Regions from separate parts of the Columba livia genome. Here region 1 is linked to region 2. Evidence: chromatin contacts called from public Hi-C data. All regions are on one chromosome and are shown on one strand. Each heading gives the region's core, a stretch centred on a gene start, on an enhancer-like site or on the middle of the called end of the contact. The rest is flanking DNA. Distances are from core to core; before and after follow the strand shown.

The links. A called contact is a pair of places that touch in the nucleus more often than the background predicts.
Region 1: a Hi-C map of liver shows a contact between it and region 2, with 1.9 times the contacts expected there. The contact joins the enhancer-like site here to the promoter of FNBP1 in region 2. A contact is called at or near these places in 2 of 2 Hi-C or Micro-C datasets (crop and liver).

The regions. Positions count from the first base shown.
Region 1 is chr19:5,152,597-5,158,384 of bColLiv1.pat.W.v2, reverse strand. It overlaps FNBP1 (formin binding protein 1), which reads right to left. Exons shown (of 16, transcript XM_065035216.1): 14 at 5,695-5,788; 15 at 5,139-5,297; 16 at 1-262. The coding sequence ends at 255. Among named protein-coding and RNA genes, the nearest start is that of USP20, 25 kb to the left of the region's middle. Within about 2 kb of position 1,729, at least 1 of the 3 cell types and tissues checked has an H3K27ac peak away from gene starts, as active enhancers do.
Region 2 is chr19:5,073,651-5,080,067 of bColLiv1.pat.W.v2, reverse strand. FNBP1 (formin binding protein 1) reads right to left here and starts at 1,346. Exons shown (of 16, transcript XM_065035216.1): 1 at 1,057-1,346. The coding sequence starts at 1,080. It overlaps GPR107 (G protein-coupled receptor 107), which reads left to right and starts at 5,463. Exons shown (of 18, transcript XM_021281376.2): 1 at 5,463-5,625. The coding sequence starts at 5,515.

The DNA.
Region 1 (5,788 bases), core at 480-2,979, 78 kb before region 2:
TGCCAAGGTGGTGAAGGGTGGGAGAGGCCGATAAGTTAATCCGAGCCACAAGTAGCATGCCATGGAACAGAGCAAGCGTCTGAACGGGACGGGGATGGAATTTAGGCCTGAATTTTTCAAGTGGGAACTCCAGACACGACTGGGAGTCTGGCTTTCCGTGGGCGTGTGTTAACTGCCTGCAGGGTAAACAGACCATTTTGTTTCTCCTTCTGTGACAAGCTCGCCCCGAGGTTCTTGCACCAGCGCAAACACCTTTAGGAATCTAAAACATAAGAAAGACAAAAAAGAAAGAGACTGGGTTAGAAAGAGGCTGGGGAACGTGGGATCCCTTCAGAGCGGCACTGCCTGCCAAAGGTTAAAGGAATCGCGGCGTCCAAGCGCCTGCCATGTCAGGAGGGGACACTCAGTGTCACCATTGCCCCTCGGCCCTGCCAGCAACGAGCATCACTGGGATCAGCACGTCAAGGTTTAAAGCAAGGCGACAATAAACATCACCAGGACACCAGGTCCAGGAGCGCAGCCCTGCCAGCCCTGCTGAGTCCACAACAGAGAAAGCAAACAGCTTTTCAATGGTCAGTCTGCAAAGAACTGTATCTGCCCAAGTGACAGCTCCAGACACCGTTAACGACACCAAAGAACAACAACAGGAAGCCAAAACATCAAGAATGTTGCAGACAAGCCCTGACTGGCTGTGCCTTACACACCAGGCTGCAAAGACACCTCGTTCTTAAGGGAAGTCGAGAAATAAGCAGGTGAGCAGATGCAGTCTCAGCCCCTAAGCCCAGCCTGGGACGGCCCTGGGCCCCCTGGCCGAGGGTGAGTTTTCTCCATGGCCAAGCGAAGCTGCAATCCAGAAGTGTGGGTTGGCCACAGACACCATGTCCAGGGAATACAGGAGGAGTCCAAACTTCCCTCGCGTTCAAGAGGGCAGGGGAAGAACCTTCTGACCTCCCTTGCACCCACTTCCACAAAAAACAGCACCAAAGAGTTTTCATAGAGACACAACATTTTTCCCAAAAAGGAACTGCAGTTATAACTCAGTGTGGGAAGCAAGTGAAAAGCAGCTCTGGGCCACTTGCTTTCTGTTAGTAAAGTGAAACTTAAATAAAATGCCATTAAAAAAACTCACAGGAATGAGAAAATATAATGTTTATTAGAAGACGACACCATGGTACATTGAGCTATAGCGAGATTCCTGACAGATGATGATTCTTTAAAAAAATAAGAACAGAAACAGAACAATCACACTGGCCAGAATTAACAAACCTTAACACAAAAGAGAAGTTTCTACGCAAGTCCAACCAGATACAGGCAGCTGAATAACCAAAACCACTTATCAACGTAAGAGGGACTGAAGAGCCACCAAAACACCAGCTAGGTTAAGGAGAACAGCCTATAAACCCATTTATACTTACACATATATAAAAGGATAAAAACAATTCAAATTCAAGTAACTTTAGTTTTTAAATTATGTTATATACAATTATTTTTTTATACTGGGAGAACTACGGGCAAGTATTTAACAAAGGATCTTAAAAAAGCCACAGTCCAGTTTATAATTACTGTTCCCTAAATAATTTGGCAAGCATTAAATAATCAGATATATCCTAGATAAAAAGTGCATCAGCATGGTTAACTTTTGCCTATTTATTTATTTATATAAGTCAAAGCTCCGCATAACAGTTACAGCAAACAAACAGCAGAGCTGCGAGGCTGAAATCAGAGCTGCCTATAGGGATTTACGTATATAATCGGGGTGAGGAGGAACAGGCCCACGGCGGCAGAGGAGCCGAAACGCTAATCAGCCCATGGCTCCAACATTGTTTTTCACGAAGTTTAACTTCACAAAACAGCCTCTATTCCTCTATTCCTCGCATGCACCCAAACAGCCCGTCTGTCTGGGGGACTTTTTGTTGGGTGCAGTGGAGAATTCATATAAAACTGGTTCTTTCACGCAAGTTCTTTTGTGTATCGCGCTATTTCACAACATCCCTCAGTGAGACACGGTTTTGTTGCCAAGAAGATGATGAGGTACCAATTCAATAACACAGAACGGTCAGTCTGGAACAAAATGACCCAACTAGTTCTCGTATTGGACAGTTGTCAGCACCAGGTTTGATGGGTGCAGAACAGCCCTGCAAGAAGCTGCACCTCCGTGTGCATAGAGTTTTTTTCCTCATCCCTAAAAATCAGAGGTTGGTGTAAGCCCCAAAACATCAGTTTACATCCAACAGATCCAATTCTTAGTCTGCCTGTTTTTAAGTATTTATAATTGCAAAGAGAACAAACTGTGTTGGCTCTCATTTATGAAGGACGATAATGCTGTTTACAACTAAATTCAAACTGTGTTGGCTTTCATTTATATTAGGAAGGACAATAACACTGTTTATAACTAAATTCGTACAGTCGGGCCAGAACTTTCATGGGTAGCGACACACATTTAAATTTCAAGGTGAACTTACACAGCAGCTGAGCACACAGTACCTAACCCAGTCTGTCACTGCTGGAGAAAAGACACGTGCGTTCATCTCTTCTAAAGAAAACCTTCTGAAACAGAGCTCTTAAAACAACCGTAGCAGCAAATCGGTAGAATAAAAGATGAACAGGCCTATGCAAACCTACTCAGAGATTTTTATGAAGTGATTTGTACATATTTAGGAAAAAAAAAAGGGCAAAACAAGATAGACGTTACTGTTCTTTTTTGTGCTAGGGTTTGCTAACAGGCTCTGAGTGGAGGGGCTGCTGGAAAGCTCACCAGCAGCCCTTGCGCAGGGCATGCAGACCTGGTTGGCCGCAGCACACGACTTACCTGTCTTGCTCGCCTCGGGTTCGACAGCAAAGCCCTGACTGGAAAAGCTCAGCAGCAGCTTTTCGCAAAGTGTTTCCCAGCCGCTTTCTGCAGGCAGAGCCACCTCTGGCTCACAGCACAGACACAGCCTACATCTGCGCCAGAATCGGTTCTGCAGGCTCCAAGAGCCGCGAATGCACTTGGAGCTGGTGCGAATCCTCCCGCCCATCACGCAAAACGAACCTTGAGATGCTCGAGCTGCTTTCCAAAACCAGGAAAGAGCTACCAAAGTTTGTAAATGCTTTAGCGCTCAGTGTCATTTTCAGGATACTCATCGTTTCCATTTTAGATACTTGATACAAGGTTTGTCTTTTCAACACAGCAGCATTTCCCCCAGATCTTTATACTGCTGCTGGGACAGTTTATGGAAAGTTCTCTTTGAGATTTTCTTTTTAACTAGAGAATTGACAAATAATATAGGTGAATATTATGGTTCCTTTAGATTAGATATTCCCAGATACATTTGATTTTGCTGCAGCTGTACCAGCCTTCACTCCCAGCTCAGACTGCATCTTCACCATCACTGAGCATCGTCCTACAACTAACGTAATACCATTAACACGCTAATATGACTTTTCTGGCTGGTTATTGCAATACACCTGCAACATTCTCTCCAGAGGGGTAATTTAAAGGCAAACTTTGGTGAGTTCAGTTAGCAGGACCATCGGAGTTTCTCACCCCACCCAGAGACGTGTTTTGCTTCATCTCCCACCCAACCTGCTGCTCTGCTCATAAATACGCGATTTGCCGTAACACCCCACGGATGTGAACCCCGCTGCGTATCCAGGGCAGCAGAGCCGTGCCTACTGCTTAAGACAGATTTAGATGCCAGACTATATTGGCCGTTTCAAGCAGCCTACACCACTGAACACCACATTTTCCAACTCTTTCCACATTGCTTTCAACTATTGCCACACGCTAAGCAAGTTGATCTCCACAGGAGAGAACTCGGGGATAAGACAGGATCTCCCATCCTGGGCTTTCTGCCGTGTTCTGAACACAAAGTGAGGAGAACGTACAAGGCAAATTCCTCTTTCAGTGGTGAATAAACAGCTGACAGAGGGGCTGGGGTTTTCACACTCCTGCATTTAACTGACTCTGTGTGTGCCAACACAAACAGAACTACCCTATTATGGCAAAATGAAACAAGATCCTGGACTTCCATCTGGAGCAGACAAGGCACAGTGCTGTGTGATGCTGAATCTGAGACTGATCAAGTTGTAGTGTTTGTTTATGGACAGTCCTTCCTCTCCTCCTACTGTCCCTAAATCCCAATGAGAGGAGTTCAGTTTTCTTTTAAATTGGATGAGGCAACTTGTTTCACACCAAGAACTCCAAAGTCTAGGAAACACAACAATAATCTGAAGGATTAAGCGACTGAAAAAACCCCACACCAATTATTTAACAATGGACTTCAAAAACATCCTGATTTGAAACAGGACTAAAATCTTTCAATTTCTGGGTTATTACATTAGCAGGTGTCCAGAGAGCTGGAAGAGCAGATATTCCATCCAGGATTCCCCTGCAGCACCACTGCTTACACAACACACCTGTTGGTGAGGAGTTAAAAGCAACACCAGAAGATTGCAGAGCCTGAGCTCTGAATGTCTCCCTTGATCTCACGTGACCAAAGATTAAACCATTAGTTACGGTCACCTGCAACAGCAAATAACATCTGAAATGTATCAAGGTGGGAAAGAATAGAGGATCTATCTTAATGTTTTACTGATTTATCAAGGACCACAAAGTTCTGCGTAGACGGGTTTTGTCAAGATCTCTCCTTCTCCTTCCAAACACACTAACTAAATGACAACCAAGTTTCAAGCGGAAAGCTCCACAGAATACATTAGGCTCTGAAAAACCATCAAACAGAGACACAAAATCACAGTCTAAGTGTTTCCTACATAACATTCCACTGGGACAAACAGCTGACCTGTGAATGTGTCTGAGATGCCACCTGGATGTCTGAGAGCCCACGTTATTCCAAACGGGTTTGTGTTTCCTGCACTGAGCTGGGTGTGCAATGGCAGCGACGCCTGGACAAGCACTGTCTAGGGAAGGCTGCGTTCCCCCTCCAGGTTTACAGTCTACCACACTACCCTTCTCTGATCAACAAAAACAAGCACATTTTGCAGTACAGCAAGCCATATTAGTCCATGTACAAAACAATGCACCTTGTGGCATTGTACAGACTTTAAGAAGGCTTCATCTGCAACACAGAGCAGTTTCAGGGTTGTATATCTCTGTGAAAGCAAATAATAATAATAGTATTAAATATAAGTCATAGCACCTTTGGCATTTTTGTCCAAATAGACTTCAACATATGACGTAGGGACATAGCCCTCCTCATCTTCGTTCCTTCGGATTCGTGTCCACCCATCGCCTTTGTCTTCTTCTATTACATACAGCATTTCTCCTTCTGCTACAGAAATTGTTCCTTCATTCTGACCTGAAAGACACAGTAACACGGGGTTTAGGCTGTCCTGCAGAATGGGAAGCACAGGTGCAGGGGAGGGTGCACTGGGCACAGTTGGGACAACATGCTGACAACCATCTCCATTGCATCGCTATGAGCAAGAACATGAGCAGGTGATTCTGCAGATAGTTTGTACACAAAGAACCAGCTGAGTGTGATCCTGACATCAGAGTTTTGGTTCTTTTTCTTGCGGAGTCCCAGCGTAATGGGAGACAAATCACTGTCTTAGCGTCTCTCCACAACACAATCACGCCAGAGCCTCACTTGCTCTCTTTTTGTCTATTTAAGCTCTGCAGGGGTTAAATGAAGGTTTCCCACTTGTCCTGTGACTTAAACGGTACGAAAAATGAGAGTAAAGGTTGAGTGATACCTTCAAATGTATAGAGCGCTTTACATGTTCCTATGGTGGGTAGTGGTTCTTCATCGTCAAATTCATCGTCAAAATCCGTGGCAGGTACTTTCAT
Region 2 (6,417 bases), core at 97-2,596:
GTTACTAGCCACAAAGAGCCGAGTCCAGGAGCGAAACCCTGCAGTGCTCTGCAATCCAGATGACCCTCTGCCACTCATCTCTTGACTTCTCCATTCAAAACACCATTTCCGTTTCCCTCTTCCACCCCCTCCCAAGCACAGATTTGTCTCCAGATTCCTCATGTCCCACCACTGAACTCGCACAGCGTCCTGTCCAGTCTCCCAACCCTCAGGAGCAGGTTCTGCTCCATGCTCCACCATCACGCTGCCAAACATGGCTGCATCACGTCCTCTTTGTGAGTGAATATGTATATTTTGCCTTTCAAGGCTTGTTTTATCTGCCTACCCTATTTTCTCCGATTAGCAAGGGACCATTTCAAATCGCTATCACCCACTTTTCGTTCCTTTTAGCACTTCGATATTTTCCAGTTACGTTTCAGCGTTAAACCAAATGCGTTTATACTTTCCATGTTCATTTAAAAAACAATCAAGGAGCTTTATACACCGAAATCGACCCCACCAGTAAAACGTACATATTTACACACAGAAAACTCTAACTAAAAACCTCCATTCTTCGAAACAAGCGTGGAGAGAAAAGCCTTCAACAGCAACTAAGGGACATTTTATCATCTGGCTTTTCTCCCCTGCAGCTCCCTCTCCTGAAATTGGACCCCCTTGGATATAAATCCAGCTCGGAGCAGCCTCTTACCGGAGCCACACAAACCCGCTCCGCTCCACAACCGCGGGCGCTTTTTGTACTGTGGAGCTTTTTGTTAAAAAAAATAAATCAATTAATAATAATTATAGAAAACTAACAAGTCTTCTCTGGGATTTCCCTGCGGAGGCTACACGGAAAAGTTTCTAGAAAGGGGTGACCTCCCGGAGAGAGCGGCCCCCGGGCAGACCCCCCGCGGTGCCCTCACAGCCAAGTCCCGGCCGCCCCGCCCGGTCTCCCGCCCCGCACCGGCCCCGGCCCCTCCGCACGGACCGTTATGACACGGGGCGGGCGCGGCGCTCCGCGGTAACGGCCGCAACGGCGGCCCCGCTCCCTCCCCTGTTCCCTCCTCAGTCACTCACCCACAGCTCCGTGCCCCAACTCATGGCTCCGCCGCGCCGCCGAGGGCCGGCGCTGAGGGGCGGGTGGGGGACGTTTGGGGTCTCTCTGTTCTTTGGCTGAGGCTCCTCTTCCCCTTCAGCTCTCCGCTCACGGAGGGCCGGGCCCCGGCAGGGCGAGGCGAGGGAATACGGAGAGGAACAGGACGGGGCCGGGCGCTGCTGCTTCACCGCCGCTCCCGCCTCATCGCGCCGCAAAATGGCCCGAGCGGCGCCGCGCGGGGAGGCGGTGGCGGAGCGGGCGGGGGGGGCGCTTGACAGCTCCTGGGCGGCACTGCGCAGGCGCGACTCGCGGCGGGGGGGGCGGTGTGAGGCTGGTACCACGCATGCGCGGTCGCCGCTCAGCGGGACACCGGACTCCGCGGGCAATGCAGGCGACGGCAGCGTCCGCACCAGCGTGTCTCCGGTGCCGCTCGGTTCAGCCGCTCTCAGCCCGCCCCGTTGTGAACTCACAGGCCGGTGGCAGCAGCCGGCTGGGTGAAGGGAGCGCCCCCCGGCCGCAGGGCGGCTGCGGCGGTCGGTGATCCCGGCCCCGCCCGCGCTCAGGTGTCTTGTCCCCGGTTGTCAGCGCTCGCTCCCCGAGCCAGGTGGAGCTGCTTTTTAAACAGGTGTGCCCATTCTGGCCACTTAAGAAGGGGGCAACCACCCTAGTGAAGAAGGAAGCCCACACCCTTCTAACGATTGCAGGGGCTGACTTCTTCAAACTCAGCTACTCATATATATATATATATACACACACACCCCCACCCCCCCACAACCAACCTAAATCTGGGAACATTAAGTCACCAACACACTCAACGAGCAAGCAGAAAAATAACTAAATTATCTGCCTTTGCATAAATGTGGGTTATTATAGTAATCATGCAGGCCTTGCAGAAAATGGCCCATCTCCTCGGCAGAGAAATAAGATTTATTTTGTGCTTGAATCCCTCTGTAACAGCATTTATTGGATCTCTGTCACCTAATCTGATTTTACATTTCTGTTTTTCAGCTACAAGAAACGTAAAAAGAGCTTATATTTATTGCTACATCTATTCATGAAAGATTTACGTGGTGGAAAATAAAAGGGAAGCGTATTATTCACCGGAGGAGAAAGGTATCTGCTTATAGAGGGTGTGGATCCTTTTGATGTCAGAGATAAAAAATGACCAGCTCCTATAAGCATTATCTCCTTTAGATTAATGCACTTCTTTCATTGACACTTGACTTCATTACCCTACACAAGAAAAGACAAGAAAAAAAAACTTAAGCAATTCCAACATTCAGAACAATGAAGACAAGTGTGTTATGTTAATAACTGAGTTATATTTATTTTTATCCTAGTGCAATGGATTTGAAGGTAAGAGTAGAATGCAGCTCCTCACACAGCTGACTGAAGGGAGGCAGGGAACAGGCAACACTTGTTTATCATTAAAACTTACTACTTTTAAGGACTGGCTTCATAACAATGAAGAGACACACTGTTGAGCTCATTTTACAGAATACTTCTCCCCACTGCTGCCAACATATTTAAATATCTGAGCCTGCCATGCTGCCTAAAGCACAACCACAATGTTTCAAGGGTTTGTGCTTCCACAGATTGTCATGGAAGGGGCAGCAAAGCCACTGTCCCGAGATACATGTCCATCCACAACACATTGCAAAAACAGACAAGGCGCTTGCATCATGACTTTTTGAGAGCTAAATCCATAAATGTTTGAGTAAAAAGAATGTACAGAGACCAAAGTAGTATCATCTGAGGTAAATTTGCTGTGGAATTTCCTTTTGCACAAAGAGCTGGGAGGGGAACAAGGCAAACCTGTTACACCAGCACAGGCAGGGAAACCTGTCTGCTCTGAGAGATAGAAATGCTCAACCAGTTCCAGAAAGATAAAGACCAGAAAGGCAAGTTTTGTATTATGACAGTGCATTAAAACCAACCGTGCCAAAACCTATGAAAAGTTATTAAAGTTTGTGTGGACAGAGGTTCAAAATAAACATTAAATAAAAATAATTCCTGATATTTCTGGAAGGGCACTTTTTCCTCTCTTTGTCTTTATTATTTACCTTGAAACTTGCCACAACAGGCACTGCCACTTACTTTATTACTTTCAGTTGTACAGTGCCCAAAACAGCAGGGCCTGCAGCTTCGTTGGTCGCTAATTACTAATGTAATTAGCAATGATAGGAGCATTAAGAGCCATTTATGCTGAAGTAGAATGCTGGAAAGCACAGTAGGTCCCAGCCTCAAAAGAATAATTCCAAATGACACTTAGAAATTACATTACCTATCACTTCACTACAGAATTCACACAATCTAAATCTGAGCAATACAGAAGCTGGTGGGAGTTTTCACTCAGTTGAACTAAAAACAAAACCACACAGACCTGTTATGTAGTTGTGGTCATTTTCCTGTAAATTCTGTGTTTATCTCTCCTGTTATGATGCAGAGCACTCCCAGAGGCAGATTAAGTACCCAAGTGGAAGTAATTCCATTTCCAGAACACCAGGACTTTGTTTAGGAAACCCCAGTCCCACTTGAAAGCAGCCAGATTAGCTGTTAAGTGATTCAGAAAGTATTTAAGGAAGACAAATCCCCGAACTACAGTTCAATCTAGATCTTTTTCTCCGGGTTTGTTTACTTACACAAAGCAAGAAAACTCACAACTTCCAAAACACGTATGAGCCTTTCTAGCTTCCAGGACATAAGAGGAAAAGGACCCACCTTTCCCCCCTGGAGTTATGACCCTTGCAGCTGCTTCCCTTTTAGTTTTATAATTCTACACAAATCACCCATACCCAAAACAAGGAACAGAGATGTTGCTTGTAACCTCTCATACAGTGGGACCAAAACAGCACAGGGAAAGGAAGAGGACACACCTTTCCCTGAGGCCATCATCATCATCACAGCTGTTTCCTTTCTGCTGTTCCAACACTGCATACACAGCAGGGAACCTTGGGTCTCTTTAAATGCCTTATCAGGGCTCAGAGTGGCCTAATTATGGCCTGATTAAGACCTGATAAACCTTAACAGCCCTGACCAGTCTCACCTCTGGTCTCCTCCCACACGCTCTGTCCCTGGCTCCTCATTTATGGTTTGGCCTGAGGGTTCAGCCTGTTGCAGCGATGCTGACAGGACATCTAGCGGCACCTTCCAGGAACTGCCCAGGGAAAGGATCCTGCTAGGAAATCACAAGCTTGTTTTCTTTATTCTTCCAGATATCTTGCTGGTGCCAGTCCAGGTTTCTTTGGCTGATGGTGAGATTATGTGTTTATTTTATTACCTAAGAGTATAAAAGAAAAAGGAGGAAGACAAGCTGTTAAGAGATAACATACAATAACATCTGAATCACCTCTGTACAAAGATGGGGCATTCCACATAATCTTGATAAAATAAAGCAGCTCCGTGGCTCCTCACCCCAAACCAGGGCCTTCCTGAGTGCCTCCACGTGGGATGTTGTTGGGAAGGCTCCGGGGGTTACAGAATCCCAGAATGTCAGGGGTTGAAGGGACCTGGAAAGCTCATCCAGTGCAATCCCCCCATGGAGCAGGAACACCCAGGTGAGGTTACACAGGAAGGTGTCCAGGCGGGTTGGAATGTCTGCACAGAAGGAGACTCCACAACCCCCCTGGGCAGCCTGGGCCAGGCTCTGCCACCCTCACCAGGAACAAGTTTCTTCTCAAATTTAAATGGAACCTTCTGTGTTCCAGTTTGTACCCATTACCCCTTGTCCTACCATTGGTTGTCACCGAGAAGAGCCTGGCTCCATCCTCCTGACACTCACCCTTTAGATATCTGTAAACATTAATGAGGTCACCCCTCAGTCTCCTCTTGTCCAGCTCCAGAGCCCCAGCTCCCTCAGCCTTTCCTCACACGGGAGATGCTCCACTCCCTTCAGCATCTTTGCCCTGCGCTGGACTCTCTCCAGCAGTTCCCTGTCCTGCTGGAACTGAGGGGACACAACTGGACACAATATTCCAGGTGTGGTCTCCCCAGGGCAGAGCAGAGGGGCAGGAGAACCTCTCTGACCTACTGACCACCCCCTTCTAACCCACCCCAGGTACCATTGGCCTTCCTGGCCACAAGGGCCCAGTGCTGGCTCATGGTCACCCTGCTGTCCCCAGGACCCCCAGGTCCCTTTCCCCTACACTGGTGTCCCCAGCGAGAAGGAAGCTGCCCCAGGGCCCAGCCACCCGCCGTAGCCCCACTGAGGGGCGCGGGCCAACCCGGAGACAGCGCGGCAGAACCCAGAAGGGCCCTAGAGGGAGAGAAAAGGGCTGAGAAGCCACAACACCCTAGCGCCGGGTGACAAACCGCGGTGACAACAGACGAGCGGCTGTGACAGCCGAACGGCCCGGTCCCACCCCGCCGCGGTCACGTGGTCCCACCGCCCCTTGACTCCGGAAGTGCCGCGGGAAGAGGATGCTGATGCTGGAATAAACATGGCGGCCCGCGGCGCTGGGGCTGTGCTGGCTCGGGCCGCGGTCCTGCTGGGACTGGGGCTGCTCTGGGCGGGCCCGGCCGGTGCCCGCGTCCATCATCTCACTCTCAAAGTAAGGTCTGCGCCGCCCCCGTCCTTATGGGTTCGACCCCGGCCGCGCTGTGCTCCCTGTGGGGCGGTTGAGGGAGCGGTGAGGTGGCCGGGGCCTGGTCAGCTCACCCGGGCCGGGGTCCCCGCGTCTCTGGTTTCGTGTCCTGCTTCCCCCGGTGTTTCTCCCTCTTCCCAGCTTTCTGGGTTTCTGCCTCCCTGGGCCTCCTGGTGTTCTTCTTTTGCCGTGTTCACCCTGTGTCCCTTTAGCCCTATCCCTGCATTTTTCCATTTGTTTCTTAGTCGTGGGGAAAGTGTGTGAAAGGGCCCCAGAACTGCAGTGGTTTGAATGTGCAAATGCTTCACGTCCTGTTAAGAGCGATGCACAAAGCTCTGTGCGATGAGGGAGGGCTGAATGTGGGATTGGGGGGGGGCGGTTCTGAAGTGGATTTGGTGGTGTTTTTTCCTTTTAACCTGCGTTCTGGAGAGGTCTTCTTGTCCTGATCATGAGTCACTTGACTCTGTATGGCTTTTATTAGCCTTCCAGAGGTAGTTTCTTTGTACTAGTCGAGTGACCAGTGGAGGTAGAAAACAATATTGATGCTCACAGCTCTCTGTTTTAATTGGCTTCTGGTTGTGGTTTGAAAGTGTGTTGTGTTGTCCTGTGCCTGTATGTGAAAAAAACCCCATTTATTTGAGATTGTTGATGGGAAGCGGTGCACATCGTGGTGGAGATCTGCAGCTCCACGGTGCTGCTGGCTGTTGTGTTTTAAATGAAAAGCTGCACAGTGGTTATAGGGCACAGGAACTGTGCTTT